2 separate regions of the Gossypium arboreum genome follow, and region 1 is linked to region 2. The links are chromatin contacts, called in public Hi-C maps. All regions are on one chromosome and are shown on one strand. The core of a region is the stretch at or near the end of the contact, and the rest is flanking DNA. Distances in the headings are between cores, read along the strand shown.

Region 1 (5,309 bases), core at 281-2,780, 150 kb after region 2:
ATATGAACTATCTTTTATCTCAATTGAATTTCATATCAACAATATAATATTTCATTAACGTAATAATTATTTAAATATTATTAAAAATTCTTTAAATATGTAATTAATTTTTTAAGTCAATAATATTTAAGTGAATTGAAAAATATATTGCAAAGTAATGACATTATGTAAAACATTATTTTAATTTATTCACTTGATGAGATTATTGTTATTAGATTATAACATATACACTATGTAAGTGAATAATATTTATATAATAAATACTTATTAAAATTTAATGTAACAAATAAATAGAGTATAGGTTGAAATGATAAAGTTAATATATTAAAATTGTGTTTTAAGTATAAATCAAACATGTTGTATATTTTTTAGATTTTACCTAAAATATAAAATGATAGATATATCCTCATAGTATATATATTTTTTAATTTTACAAATAGATCTGGATTCAATTGATGAGTGCCATTAACTAAAAATTATTATTGTTGAGATTAATTAAATCATAAATTATAATTGATATCAAAATTTTACTTTTTAAAACAAAAAAATGACTTTAAATTTTAAGTGCAAAAGTTACACTTTTATGAATTTCATATGATGATTTGATAGTTAAGAATATTCACTACCCTAAATGTGACTTAGGTTTGAGTCGTGTTAATTGCGTGATTATTTAAATTTTACCTTATTATTGTAATTTACTAAAAAATATTGTAATTTACCAAAAAAATATCTTTTATGTAGATTTAGAGGCATGTATAATTTCTTCTTATAATTTTAATATACTGATGGATATTGTATTAACAGTAAAATAGTAATTTAAAAGAAAGTTAATGATTACTGAAACCATCCACTCTACATTCCACCTCCATTAAAAAAAAAAAAGTGACTAGACTTAGTATTACAATCTCCAATCCAAATTTAGATTCAACAATATTATCCTCAAATATTCCAATTTAACAAGTAAATAAGTTAGACATAAAAATAAAATCAAATAACCAAATTCGAACCCATTATTTATAATAATAAAAGATTCAAGAAATAAATTCAAACATAAAAATAAAATGAATATATTCCAAATTCACTGCTTAAAATATCTAAATTAATAATAATAAAAAACGCAAATCCAAAATGAATAAATCTCATTTGCAGTATCTACTATCATTGATGGTGAGATGAAATCTTTCCCATAAAAGAGTACACCATATTACGTACAAAACACAGGTTTTTTTTTAAATTTTACATCTTATATTTATTTTATAATTTATGATTAGAAAGTGATAATATATAATTTGTTTCTTAAATTTATTTATTTGTAATGCTTAATTTTTTGAATTTAATTGATCATTAAATTTATATTGCATCAATCAAGTTAATACCTTTATACTATAAAAATCTCTTAAAACTTCACGTGATAAACATAAATATAATTTTTATTTTAAAAAAATTATATTTATCATCATACTCAATCAATACAAACTAAACGGTAGTATTCTAAGCGAGTGTAATCTAATGTAATCTTTAACTTGTAAGCGTCTAACAATCGATTTGGGCCTTTTATCGGCCTCTAACTCTATATATTTTCCTTTTCCTATCTTTTTCTTTTCTCTTTTTTTTCCCCTTCCCTTACCTTCCCTTCTCTTCTCTTCTCTTTGTTTGGTTTTTAATTTTCTTTTCTCATTTTATGTATATATATTTTCTCTCTCTCTCGCGTGTAACTTCCGAACGAAATCATAGTAAGGGCCTTGTTGTTGCAAAACAAGCTTTTCTCATTCTCTCTCTTTTGGTCTTTCCATCCATATCTTTCTTAAATATACCCAGACCCCTTCAAAAAACCTAAAACAATATTAATCATATGACTGCAAAACAAGATTGAAACTGATATAAAACTTTGCTTACTTCTTCTTTCTATCTATCTATTTCCTTTTAACTCTATATTTCTATAATCTAATCTTTTATTAATCTGACAAACAAACAAACAAACCAACAAGGATCTATTTATTCTTCCTTTCTACAATGCCCACTTTGTTGCGGGCAAGGTAATTATTAATCTTCCCATTTATCTTCAGTATTTCAATGTTGTTTTTGTTTTTCAAAAGTTGGTTTTTCTCTCCTTTTCTGAAAAAAAAACAAACAAAACAGAATTTACGTTTTGAATCAAATCTTTCCTTTTCGCTTTTTGATCGATACCCATTTACCCTAAGGTTCTCGGAGCAAAAGTGTTTCCTTTTTTATAAATTTTCTTGTTTTTTCGAGATTTCTTTTTGTTTAATCGTTGTTGGATAAAATTTGGGTTTCCATGATTTTTGCTTCTTAATGGGTACTTAATTTTTTACTCAGTAGAAGTTTTTGTTTCATGGGTTTTCTTTTTTAGGGTTTTCATGCGGATCAACAGATTGGGGAAATTTCCTAAATTGGGAACTGATTAGGGTTCCGATCAGAGTAGAAATGGGCTCAAGCTCCAGTATTTGGGTTGTCGGATTGAAGAGTTATTTGCCTCAAACTTTGGTTTTTGAACAGATTGCTTAAGAAAAATGGTGATTGCTAGGCTTTTGGGCATGGAAGAAGATTGCTTTCTTATGGAATTGTGTATACAGTGATTAGACAAGCTTGAATATTTTTACCTGTTTTAGACAAAAGTGTGTTAGGGTTTTCAGTATTTTTATGTGTTTGATCACAATTGGGGGATGGTTTTGGTATTGGATTATTATTGGAAGGAGGAGGTGATGATTCCTTATTATCCGGGAAGACACCATAGAAGGTCAGATTGTACTGGACCATTTTTGTTTCTAAGAAAACCGTTTGGTTTAACATAACTTTGGAGCTAGAATTCTTGATCAAAAGAGCATTTCTTGAAGTTAGCTTTCTATTTCGGGCATTGTTGAAGTAGCTTAGTGTAAGATTATTGTAGGGTTTAGTAAGTGATCCTGGACTTGCAGTGGCATTTTTTGCAGTTGAAGTGATTTCTTTAGTGGTTGGTAGTTGACTTGGGGTTACCTTTGAGGTTAGAGTGATTAAGGGGCGTGGTGGGTTTTAGGAACTTTTTGAGCTGTTAAGAGTGATAGGACTCATGGAGGAACATTGAAGCTGGAAATGTGTGCAGGGATACGGAGCATAGTTTCTGGTTGTTCCCTTTCTGGAACATTGCTTCTGGAAGATAATTCAAGTGCTTTGGCTTTCGGAAGGCATCCGTGTATTGGTTTCTGAACTTCTGTGAAATGTCGCGTTGCTTTCCCTTCCCACCACCAGGATATGAAAAGAAGGCTAGGACCGATGATGCAGACTTTCTAAAAAAGGTTAACACCGTTTACTTATGTTCTGTAACATTTTGCTTGACTCAAACTATACTTTATGTATTCATAATATTTTGTGATTGCTTTTATTGAGGATTCAAGAAAAATGCCATGGCTTGCTTAATGAAGCACTTATGTGATTTAGTGGTTAAGACTGGTAGCTTGTATATTCTGAAAGATAAGATCTTAATAATCTAGGAATGAATAGCAGAACGGGAGCTTATTTGAAGCGATAGAACAGTGCTTCTGGTGCCTAATTTAGGTACTCACCATTAAGCACTATTTGTGATGTTTATGAGTGAATGAACCCTTTTCATAGCTTTATTTTCAGTTATTGTTATGGTGTTGGAATCTGACTTAGGATTTTGGAATTTTGCATCACTTAAGGATATTGCATCACTAGGTGGTTCCTTCTTAATCTACTGTGCACAAAACTCCAACGGATGATGTTGGACTTGTTCTAGGAATCATATGTGAAGGAAGGTTCATGTTTGTTCCTGAAGATTACTTTTTTTTTCAACAATTATTCTTTCTTAATTTGTTACCTTTTCCCTCTGTTATTACATATGTTATATTCTTGTTCCACCCTGTAATAAGTGACAGAGTTTTGTGTAGACACAGGCTGGTCCTATTGGCTTGGGTTTTAAATTACTAATTTGTTAAGAATGGATTACTTATTTTGATGCCTGTTTTACAATATCTTGAAGAAGCAGTTTGTTCCCAAGTTTTGACTTTGTTAATATCTGTTAGAATATTGGGATAACCCGTGTGTGTTTGGACTAAATATATTTTTTTTGCATAAGAAACTTGGCTATGACAAATTAATGTGGCACCAATGGAGTTGAGAAATATGGCCTGTTCAGATCAAGTGATTTGAACTGGAAGATATAGAGTTAGTTTTTTGCAGCTTTTGCTAGTCAGATTGAGAGTGAACTAATTAGCTCATTTAAGTGTATGAAATTGAAGGAAGTGCTTTAAATAAGCCAGAAGAAACAAGTTGTATTTCTTGTTTCAATATGATGTAGTATTTAGTTCCATCTGTTTGAAACTTCATTAGGTAGGTTATGTCTTCTGTCTAAGACACTTGGATGTCCAAAAGTCACTGGCTATGCAGTTTTAATAATTAATCCAAGAGCTTTCTGGTTGAGTGTTGAATGCTAGTTAAAGGTACAGATTTTTGCTTAATTTGACTTAATTTAAGAACAAGGAGATCAAAGGGCTCTGACTTTCTTTTACTCACATTCAACGAGTTATTCTTTTTCTTTTAAATTTATTTTTTAATTTTGCTAATGCTAGTTGTGATCATGTTTGCATGAAATTAGCTACGCTTGAAGGTGATTGTTTAATGAAGTATTAATGTTAATTCGTGTACGTGTGACTCTTTTTGCCTCTCTTCCATATTCAATATATTTTTTTTTTCCTTCTCTTTTTATTGCATTTGGTAATTTAAATATTGATAATCCATATGTTCAGCTTTACTATGATGCTACATAAGAAATATATCCTCTCCAGTGGGATATTAACAGTGACATATAACTTTTTTATATGTCCTCATATTCAAAGAACTTCTATTCTTCTACAGTGTACCAAAATTGGCTTCTCTTATGTTCTTGTTTCAAATTCCCACTCCCCTTGTCTATTCTCCCAATTCGGTTTCCAGGATATGTCTCTGAATGAATTTTTAGTAAGTGTACTAGGGGTATATTAGATCATAAAGGAATAATTCAGATTAATTCCCTGTAGTAGATCCCTCTCTTCGCACATCTGTTGTTCTAAGTGCATATAAAAGAAGCTTGATTGCTTCATTATTCCAGTGTTATCATTGTCCTGTATTACCCGCTAAAAATAATTTAAACCTCAGATGTAAAATCTTGTACCTATTTAACAATTCCTATTCAGATGTAAAATCTTGTGTGATTTTGTATCATAGCTGCATTTGAATTCTGTTACCTGTTGCCACCTTTTGTGTTCCTATGGTTTGTTTGTTTTTCAAAAGAGCTCGATATGTATTCAATAGTT
Region 2 (5,046 bases), core at 713-3,212:
TCTTTAAATTAAGAGTTATTTTTAATTTCATGTATGATTTATTTATTTTATTAATTTTCACATATAATTATCTTATTGAGTTAATTAAGTAATATATTACATCTCATTAAAAATATTCCATATTTAATTTTTTGGTGAAATAAATAATTAGAATTCTAAATTCTTGTCGGATTAAATGAAAGTTAAAATCTCCTTCAAGGGAGAATTAAAACTTGCAACTCTTCTTTATTGACCAGAGCCAACTTCGTTAAATAGTCAGCAACCTGATTTTGTTCTCTGAGAAAATAGCACAAAAGCTACTGACCTTCTTGGGATAAGATGCGTTTTATCTGTCAAATCTATTAAAAAAACAATTTGAAAAAAAAGGTTTATGGTAAAAAAAAAAAAGCTCAAAAATACAATTAGAACCATTTTGATAAAACATGTAAACATTAGTGACTAAATTTGTCATTAAACTTAATTTAAACTATTCAATTTAATCAATAAGCAATATCTTATTATTTATACTATTTTATTATTTTATTTTCATCAATTGTGTAAAGATTATTAAAAGATTTAATATTCAAAATTTATATTAAATTATTTTATATTTAGATTGTTTTCTTATTCTAGCTTTTCGCTTAACATTATCATGTAGAAAAATCAAAACATCGAGTGGCATTCTATAGTTTTCATATATAAAAAAAATTACATTATGTTTTAATAAATAATTATATATTTCATATATAAAACTTTATAAATAATATAGTTTTATAATATAACCTAAATATTATATTTATATTATTTATAAATAGTGAAGAGTTTAATTTATAGTATATTAATTTTTATTAGCACTATATTTGAATTATTAAAATAATTGATATAAGTTAATTAGTTAATTAGTTATTATTTCGAGCAATGCTGCTTATTTTACTTTTAAGAAGTAAAATTATATCATATATTGAATATATTAATCATGTATTAATTATGATTTGGTTTTTATTATAATAATATTTGACTTGTTAAATAAGTTAATATATTTCAATTATATTTAATCATTCGAATAATGAATATTAATTTACACTAATTCTAGAAATTAAATAAAATATAAAAATTAATTAAAAATTAAACACGTAAAATTAAAATTAATAACTTTTTAAAAGGGACTTTAGATATTTTCTTAACTGATTTGGGAAATGACTAGAAAACATTATTTATACAAGTAAATTATATAATTATGATAATACTTTTATAAAGATATTAAAATCAATAAAATACAATGTATAGTGAGAGTTGAACTTAGAACATCTTTAATCTTTAATCTTAAAACATATAGTGAGACTTGAACTTGGAACATTATATAGTGTGACTTGATCATAGGCTGGATTACTCGCTCGAAAAGTGAGTAAAAATATAGGTTCAAAAAATAGACTTGAATAAAAAATAAGGCCTATTTTCTAAATGGGGCAAGCCTCAAGTAAGATTTTTGGTCTAGACCTGACTCGGCCCGACTCGAGTTTGCTTAATTTTTTTCTACTTTTGTTTTACTGTCATTTTGTTATTATTTTGCTGTTATTTTGCTATTATACTGCTATTATTTTGTTGTTATTATTTAGATATTTTATAATTATTGTTTTATTATTAATTTTGTTACTATTTTAAATGTATTTACTTGCAAGTTGTAACTATCTTAACATTATTTAATGTTTTTAGTGTATTTAATGTATTATATATTTTAAATTTATTTTATATATAAAATAATATAGAAAAAATTAATACAAATAGATTGAGCTCGGATTTAACATTTTTTATCTTGATCGAATTTGAATAAAATGTTAAGTATATTTTTTGAGTTGAATCCAAACCCAGTAAATGAATCTAAAGTTTGGCATACTTGGCCTGTACTCGGCCCGACACGGCCCAGTTCCAATTCTGATACAAACAAAATTACCCGGTAAGGCGTTTCCATTTTTTGTTTTTCCTTTTTAAGAAAATTCTTTCCATTTCCTGGTAACCAAACAAAGTCTAACGGACCCCAGAAGTTATGAACAGTCAAATCGAAAAAGCGTCATATCAAACCTACTTTTCCTTTTTCTAAAAAAAAATTATTTAGCTTTGATTTTGAGGTTTTGCGTGGGCTAATTGGTTAGTTTTTGTTTCATTTGCATTAGTAAATTGGGACTTTAATAGTATTCTAGTTCTGAAATTTCAGCTAGGTTTACCGGCGCACATTGGATGGATTTTTTCCTCAAATATCGTTGTTTTATTTGTTGTTGACATTTGCATTATTGCTTATTTGATTGTTCTAGCAATTTAGGTGTTTTTAAATTGATGGCGGATAGAAACACGACCGCTTCAAAGCCTATATGGATGAAACAAGCCGAGGAAGCCAAGCAAAAAACTGAGGCTGAAAAAGCTGCTGCTGCTAAAGCAGCTTTCGAAGCCACATTCAAGGATGTTGATAAGAACCGTAACAAGGATGTGGTGGCTGCTTCATCGGATAGTGAATCCGAGGACACCGGTGACTTGGTGAACAAGCCAATTGGTCCCGTGGATCCCGTTAAATGCATGGCCGCGGGGCCAGGAATAGCGGGTGGCACTGCCTGTGCTGCCTCCACGTTTATGGTGGTAACGAGAGATGCAGATGAAAGGAAAGTACAGAGTGGGGGTGCGCAGATTAAGGTGAGGGTTTCGCCAGGTGTGGGTATTGGGGGCTCAGAACAGTATGGCATTGTGAAGGATATGGGAGATGGGACTTACTCTGTAACTTATGTGGTGCCTAAGAGAGGGAACTATATGGTAAACATTGAATGCAATGGGAAACCCATCATGGGTAGCCCATTCCCGGTGTTCTTCAGTGCAGGTAACATCGTTAAAACTATGTTTATTCGGTTTTAACTGCATGTTTAGCTGTCACTTGCCATGCATGACTTTGCATGTTTCTTGTCCCTATTTGATTGTCTATATAATACGTGGATCTTTTAATATTCAAATCTTTAGAGTAATTTTTGCTTCTAATATGAAATGCAGTCTTTTGTATATTATTTTTGTTGTTCTAGGTGAAGAAGGCTCACGATTAGGAATTTGAAAAGTTCCCAATGATATTCACCTTCTCATTACTTTGCACTCACTGGCCATATAAAATTGTTGTTGAGTCTTTGTTCTTACTTTTGGCTTCACTTTTAAGCGTGGTTCTTGGTTGCAGTCTGTAGTGCTCAGGGCATAGATGTTGAATTTTTGTTATGCAGGTAAGTCTACCGGAGGACTACTAGGGGTGGCTCCTGCATCCACATATCCAAATCTAGTAAACCAAACCATGCCCAACATGCCAAATTATACAGGTTCTGTTTCTGGAGCTTTCCCTGGCTTGTTGGGAATGATCCCAGGCATTATTTCTGGTGCTTCAGGTGGTGCTATATTGCCTGGAATGGGGGCATCTCTTGGTGAAGTTTGTCGAGAATACCTCAATGGCCGTTGTGCTAAAACTGATTGCAAATTGAACCATCCTCCTCACAATTTGCTGATGACTGCTTTGGCTGCAACAACCAGCATGGGAACTCTTAGTCAGGTACCTATGGCACCTTCAGCGGCTGCAATGGCTGCAGCTCAGACTATTGTTGCTGCTCAGGCCCTTCAAGCTCATTCAGCTCAGGTTCAAGCACAAGCTCAGTCAATTAAGGATTCATCTGGTACTTTTTACTCTATCGTATTTTGAACTGTCTGTTTCTTTGTTAATTTATTTCCCAAGTTCTATTTATTTTGTTGGGCTCAAGCTAACGGTTGTCTGCTGCATGTCAGATTCTCCTGACAAAGCTGGGAAGGCTGATGCATTGAAGAAAACCCTACAAGTTAGCAATCTTAGCCCACTTCTCACAGCTGAGCAGTTGAAACAGCTTTTTAGCTTCTGTGGTTCTGTTGTCGAGTGTACAATCACTGATTCAAAACATTTTGCTTATATAGAATACTCAAAACCTGAGGAAGCAATGGCTGCTTTGGCATTAAACAATATGGATATTGGTGGTCGACCATTAAATGTGGAGATGGCTAAAACGCTTCCTCAGAAACCAGCTATTTCATCATTGACATCATCGTCTCTGCCTATGATGATGCAGCAAGCTGTTGCCATGCAACAGATGCAATTCCAACAGGCTTTGCTTATGCAACAAACCTTGACTGCTCAGCAGGCAGCTAATCGAGCTGCAAGCATGAAGTCTGCAACAGAGTTAGCTGCAGCAAGAGCTGCCGAAATAAGTAAGAAGCTAAAAGCTGATGGACTTGTTAATGAAGAGAAGGAAATCAAGAGTGAATCTAGGTATGTGTCCTCATCAGGACAAATGTACTTCCTTACATACATGTTTTGTTAAGTAAGGCTTACTTTTTGGTTAGGTCCGTATGCTTCAATATTGTTAAAGAATGAAGTTACTTATTGAGCTACATAAGGAATGCAAGCAGAGTTCCGCTATTTGTTATGATAAGTAGAACCCCTATGTTTGCTCCTTTAGTTTATTGTGGTATGATAGACTGCAGCAGCAGCACTTTTTTCAACAAATAATGTTTATGATTCACTATTTAATTAGGAGCAGAACAGTAGAAGAGGTATCTATTTGTAATGATTCTCTTTTTGTTGTCAGATCTTTGATTATGTCTTTCCAGAAGATGCTTTTACTTATAGGAACCAAAGGAGATCACTGTTTTTCCCTTTTTTGTCTCTATGTTAAAGGCTTCTAAATCATTACTTACAGGTCACCATCTACTTCCCGTGCAAGGTCAAGATCAAGATCCAAATCAAAGTCACCCCTTAGTTATCGAAGACAGTCAAGGTCAAAGTCTAGATCACCAATCAGTTATAGGCGAAGGTCAAGGTCCATGTCAAGATCACCAATCAGCTATAGGCAAAGGAGGAGGTCTTGCTCTTATTCACCTCCACCTCGTTTCCGGCGAGACTGTAGGTCCAGATCACCTGAGCGGTCTCATCATTGTTCAAGGTATGATAGTGAAAGACTGTCATATAGAGGTCGAAATGACAATGATAGGAGTAGGAGAAGAGATCTGGACAGATCACATGAT

What was found. A called contact is a pair of places that touch in the nucleus more often than the background predicts.
Region 1: a Hi-C map of leaf shows a contact between it and region 2, with 4 times the contacts expected there. The contact joins the promoter of LOC108489302 here to the promoter of LOC108487148 in region 2. A contact is called at or near these places in 4 of 5 Hi-C or Micro-C datasets (all in leaf).

The regions. Positions count from the first base shown.
Region 1 is chr10:45,363,445-45,368,753 of ASM2569848v2, forward strand. LOC108489302 reads left to right here and starts at 1,531. Exons shown (of 4, transcript XM_017793746.2): 1 at 1,531-2,036; 2 at 2,372-3,293. The coding sequence starts at 3,216.
Region 2 is chr10:45,217,908-45,222,953 of ASM2569848v2, forward strand. It overlaps LOC108487148, which reads left to right and starts at 1,963. Exons shown (of 6, transcript XM_017791406.2): 1 at 1,963-2,842; 2 at 3,228-3,668; 3 at 3,778-4,291; 4 at 4,722-5,046. The coding sequence starts at 2,311.